Regions from separate parts of the Mus musculus genome. Here region 1 is linked to region 2. The links are chromatin contacts, called in public HiChIP or PLAC-seq maps. All regions are on one chromosome and are shown on one strand. The core of a region is the stretch at or near the end of the contact, and the rest is flanking DNA. Distances in the headings are between cores, read along the strand shown. Region 1 overlaps Prim2 (DNA primase, p58 subunit). Region 2 has its middle 70 kb from the start of Gm39616.

Region 1 (2,989 bases), core at 404-2,903, 460 kb after region 2:
ATCTAATAAAATAAAATAAACCATTACTTATTAGTTTTAAACTAGAAAACTTCAAAAAATGGCTATTATAATGTTTAAATTAATATGTGAGAGAAGTGGCAAAAAGGACTCTGTTGAATATACTACAAATCTTACCCAGGCCAACAGAGGTAAGAATAGGTGCAGGGACACACACACACACACACAGCCACTGACCTGGGAACCTGGAATACTGACTGCCAGAAATCACAAGCAGCAACTGCTCTCTTCCTCTAAACCTGACTTTGCATGTAACATACCTGAAGACACACAGATTACCTCATTGCCTCAACGTGACTATATGCTCTGCAAGAAAACAAACAGGTCATGTCCTTCGAGCTATTACATCATAAAGTGTAATGGTGGTTTTTTTTATACATCAAGAATTCAATAAAAGCCGGACAGTGGCAGTGGTGGTGCACGCCTTTAATCCCAGCACTCTACTTGGAGGTAGAGGCAGGTGGATTTCTGAGTTTAAGGCCAGCCTGGTCTACAAAGTGAGTTCCAGGACAGTCAGGGCTACACAGAGAAAACCTGTCTCAGAAAACCAAAAAAAAAAAAAAAAAAAAAAAAAACTCCATAAAAATGAGGGAGGAAGGGAAGTAAGTCAGTAAACAGTACCATCCACCTGTGGATAGGGGCTCAACTTTATACAATTCTCTGTTCTAGGCTGGTCTGTGGTGTTAATAGGAGAATTGTACTCAGTTACAATAGCTGAAAAGGGGTTGGGAAGAGAGAGACTGAAGCCATAATACCACAGATACCACCCTTGTATATAATGCAAGGGAATGTCACTGAGCATTATAACAAAATGGCATATTAATGCAGTCATGTATGAACCTTGAAAGCATGCTACATGAAGAGAACCTCAGAAAACCACACACTTATATGGTCCCATGTGGGTGGAAATGTCCCCAGAGGGGAGTTTATACAGAAGCAGCTGACTGATACTTGCCCAGATGTGGGGTGGGACAAAGCCAAGGCAATGGTGACATTGATCAGTGCTTGCTCCCATAGAGGGTCAGCATGAGACCGGGATTGATGGGGGCCGTGTGCACACTAAAGCTAGAAGACAGGCGCCTCTAGAAGCAGAGTCACTCTTTTCATCAGAACAGCTGAAGGCTGCAGGCTCTCAAGAGGAGGAAACTGCGCTGTGGCACTGGGGGCTTCAGGTTCTGTAGGACTTGGAAGTGGGGATAGGAGTATCAAGGTGGAGGTCAGTGGATCTTTTTTTTTTTTTTCTTTTGGTCTTAGTTCTGCCTCTACAGTTTCAGATAGGAACTGCTGGCAGCTATTCTGGGGGAGGAGGAGGGGATGAAGTTCCAGGCAAGCATTTGCCAGACTGAGACATTTTACCCTTTGGTCCTGAAAATGTTCCGAATCTGACAGAGCTGCTACCTGTACAGCTCTGTGAGTCCAAGAATCACAATGGTAAACTTTAAATTACATGGCATGTGAATTCTCTCTCAAATCTGGGAGCAAAACAAGAAAGAGAACAGAAGAAATAGATATGATCACCACTTGGTCTGCACTCTCCCCTGTGGAAGAAAACACTTACTAACCTCTGCAGGACCTCTTGCCTCTCTCTTACCCCCAGCTGCAAAGTGCACCTGCATCCCGCATGCACTGCCCACTCCCCCACAGCCGCTGGGTGCCAGATGCTGAGGCAGACTGAAGGGCCAGGCCAGGAGCAGCTCTGGAAGGAAGGGCACTAGCTGTCGTTCCACACACGAGTGTGGCTCAGCAACAATGAGCAGAAGTGGGGGAAACCACAGCTCTGGTAACTACGATGCCAGGCCTTTCCACCCACCAGCCTCCGTTTTATTCTCCTGTAAAACTGGGTCCAGGATAGTCTGTATGCAGGATGTTTTAAGGGGGAAGCTCTGTAAGACACAAGACTTTACAGGGAGGTCAAACACCCTGTCCTTCAAGGAACACTGTTAAGTTCAGGAAGTAAACAATTCAATGGCTTCCAGAAGTCCCTGAAACCGAACAGGTACACTAGTTCTCCTCCCTCCCCAAACATATATAATGGTAAGACTACTGAGATATAGTCTCAGATAAACCGGGCTATCTGGGAAAAGGAAAGACCAGCTGGATTGCCTAGAAGAGGCTAGACCAACTGAGGTGCCTCGAAAGGACACCCTCCACCCTGCCAAGCCGCCTGCAGACTGTGCATGTGCCCTGGGTCTCCAGCTCTCAATACGTGTTGGGGTGGACTTTGGTAATGAAGCTGTCTCTGGGTCATTTCAGTTCCTGCAAATGACCTTCCACACATATTCCTCCTAGTAACCCCAATAAACAACTGGTTCACCAAGCTGGACACCGTGGTATCCTTCCTCTGACCTGTTGCTGGGTGCCTGTGTGGGATCGGCAGGCATTTGTTTCCATCTCCCTGGGAACAGTAGCATACAACATGGAGTTACTTATGAGGCACCTAGCCTCACCAGCATGGGAAAAGCCCGTGTGCCCTAACCAACTCTGAAAGGCCCTACTCCTGAACACTACCATGATAACAGCATCTGAACTTAGACACAGTACATTCAAACCACAAGAGCATATTACTCTGCCTTCAAGACTATTTAGGAGCACTTGTGAAAATAATTATTCCCAAATATATTCAGATGAAGCACAGCAAAGTAACAGAAGTGAGTACTACACATTAAGTCCAATGGCAAGATTAAACTGTGCCTAGTATACTTCTTAAACAATGAGTACGAGGAACTAAGTAAGTATGGGCAGGGGAATTTCGAGTTCAAGGCCAGCCTATACTACCTATCAAAACACTGTCTTTAAAAAAGAAAAAGAGGAGATAGAGGGAGCCAAAGAGGTAGAGGAGAAGAGAAAGAAAGAAAAAAGATAAAAGTTGCTTCTTGGGCATATGAAATCTGAAGAAAATAAGTTCAATGAGTAATTTCTAAGAAGTATGTGATTAAATGTTACCCTAATCTTAGACTTTTCTCAATCAAAA
Region 2 (2,806 bases), core at 251-2,750:
GACATGGATTTTCTATGGAGATGGTCATGTCATCCTTGCAACACCTAAGAATTCACTTTAGCTTTGAAGCCATTCTCAAGAAGAATGTTTTATTTCTGATTATTTCTTTATGCTAGGCCACTTACCTACTTTTCTTAGCCAAAGCCATATAAGGTCAGTTTTTAACAAAAATAGTTTTAAATTATTCTATTAAAAAAAAAAAAACCCGTAACTTCAGAGCACAGGCAAATCAGACAAGTCAGTGTCTGCTTAGGAAATCTATGGTCCTGTTGTGAGTCTAGAATTGAGCTTCACAGTAGATGTTAGAACAAGCATGTCAAATCCAGACACCGTCCTTTTTTTCAAGTGGTTATAACTGAGTTATAAACTGACTACAAGTTTCTACAAGTCTGCCTTACAGAAGATGATACATTTCCCAAACATTTGCTTGGGATGAAAAACAAATGTTTCGTTCCGCCCGATTAATGTGAACCGGGACCTTGAATTTTCAATAGTCCAAGATCCCAAATTTGAATACAAGTTCCAACGCATGGTGTACTGTGAGGTAGCTTACAAGGGCTCTTCTAGCTAGAGTCTGTTCCAAGAAACAACAGAAGGGATGTTTTGCAGGAAATATTTAAAAAATGAACCAGCATGCCGCCCCCCCCACCCCCCCCCCCCCCGCACTTGTGCCTGCATCTCTCTGCCCCAGGCTGCCTGGCTGGCCATACACTGGTGGGAAACTGCCGACCTGTTTTTATCTCCTGGAGACTCTGACTCAGAACTCCAAAATCTCTGTACCCAGCTCACTAGGTTCCCTCTGGCAGGTTAATACCATGCCAACTCCATGCTTCAAATCCCCCCACGGCCTTTGTGGTGAGCCTCAGGAAAACCCACACTTTGTCGCCGTACCTTTCTCTCTTGAACCCAGACGAGCCACCACATGAAGGAAAACACAAACTCAGATCATAAGTGACGGTAATTCAATTGCTGGGCACAGTAACTAAAATACTAATCTTGTAAGCCTTACTAAATCTAAATCCTCCAGTGGCAAATCCTGATGGATCTGCCATTGAAACCAGGAGACACTTGTAGCTACATCTTGTCCTCACGCTATCCCTGTCCAAAAGTACCTAACTCTTTCCATCTTCCTCTCTTCCTCTGTCCAACCTGGAAGTCCCGCTACTCAGCCAGTGTTTGGCTCCTTTATTCATTAGGGGATTGGTTCACAGTAAGTCATCTGGGCCATCTGACTTACTCCTTGTTTGAAGGCCCTCCCAGGGGAGCGGAATTAGCATCAAAATACAAACAGCACCAGGCCCATCTACAACAGCATGTCCACTTTTCAGCAAAACAACTGACTCGTGTCTGGGTCAGGATGAACAGATGAAAATAAAAAGTCTCACTCCAGATTCCTCATTCCTCACATGATTTAACTTTACTCGCTCAGTTGTCAACCCACATTTCCTCTGTAAAACTGAAACTAAACTTGGAACCTTACCCTGTAAAAATACTGTGGTCTAATGAACACATGAAGTATTTTTAGCATTATTGCATGGTTACTCTTCACATGTCCATTGTGAGGACATTCTGGGGCCGTACTGTACTTGTGGCTGTTTTTGGAAGCATCCACCATGTTTGTGATGTGGGAGGTAAGTCAGAGGATGTATGCCAATCGAAATTAAACATGTATCAGAAAGTGGGAGAAAAGAAAGGACATGAGAGAGAAGGCAGCCTGTGCTTGTACAGTTTAAGAACACATGAAACCAGATCTTTGGTTCATATGCACAGGAATTTGTTTTGACACATAAGAAGTAAAGGGTGTTTACAAAGAGAGAAAGGAAGAAGGAAGGGATGGAGGGAGGGAGGTAAAAGAGGAGGAAGAGAAAGAAAGAAAGAAAGAAAGAAAGAAAGAAAGAAAGAAAGAAAGAAAGAAAGAAAGAAAGAAAGAAAGAAAGAGGGAGGGAGGGAGGGAGGGAGGGAGGGAGGGAGGGAGGGAGGGAGGGAGGGAGGGAGGGAGGAAGGAAGGAAGGAAGGAAGGAAGGAAGGAAGGAAGGAAGGAAGGAAGGAAGGAAGGAAGGAAGCCAAGTTCAGGAAGTGAATGACGCCTACCCCAGGAAAGAAGGTGGGGGAGGGGTGAGGCACCACCACACAAGCACAGGTGCTGGCTCCCTGCTCCAAAGATCTCTATTCCTTGTTAATTTACAGCCCCATCATAAAATGGCTTTGGAAGTACTCTGACATCCAGCCATGAAGCATAGACAGCACAATAAAACACACAAAGTAGAGTGATATATATTTTTTCTTTATATCTCATTAGCTTTTATAAATCACTAATATTTGGGCAACAGCAACATGAATGAAATACTCCAGAGCATCACTGAGTCCCCCTAGGAATGTTTACTTGACAAAATATGTGCAACTGCTTGACTCATGAAAAGGAAGAATTGAATGGGTATATCCAGTTTTTGTTGTTGTAAAGAGGTAGTTTTTTCTAATTAAACCACAATTTCTCACATAAAATCTATGCAACTTGGATTTCTAGTAACAGATATAAATGCCCAATTCTATCATTATATGAAATTTTGCAAGGATGCCAGACCCTTTGTTCTGTCCCTCTTGATGTGGTCCCTCCTACCACACCCCCTGCCCATCTTGCCAACCAGAGACTTAGCATAGGTCCCACCTTAAAAACAGCATTGTCAGGAGAAAAGATGACTACTGAATAGAAAACAATAAGCAGTTATAAAAAAGACTGAAATTCAGCATGATCAAAGGTTTTCTAAACATAGCTGTGATTTTTCGAATTTAAAGTTGATTCATTGAG

What was found. HiChIP or PLAC-seq counts read pairs in DNA pulled down with a chosen protein or histone mark.
Region 1: an H3K27ac HiChIP or PLAC-seq map of large pre-B cells shows a contact between it and region 2, with 3 times the contacts expected there. The contact joins two enhancer-like sites. A contact is called at or near these places in 1 of 115 datasets of contacts at active chromatin or transcription factors (large pre-B cells) and 1 of 9 other capture datasets (embryonic stem cells).

What each region holds. Positions count from the first base shown.
Region 1 is chr1:33,562,543-33,565,531 of GRCm38.p6, forward strand. The region is part of intron 7 of Prim2 (DNA primase, p58 subunit); the gene reads right to left. Among named protein-coding and RNA genes, the nearest start is that of Prim2, 110 kb to the right of the region's middle. Within about 2 kb of position 1,654, at least 35 of the 459 cell types and tissues checked have an H3K27ac peak or open chromatin away from gene starts, as enhancers often do.
Region 2 is chr1:33,105,246-33,108,051 of GRCm38.p6, forward strand. No RefSeq gene overlaps it. Among named protein-coding and RNA genes, the nearest start is that of Gm39616, 70 kb to the right of the region's middle. Within about 2 kb of position 1,501, at least 7 of the 459 cell types and tissues checked have an H3K27ac peak or open chromatin away from gene starts, as enhancers often do.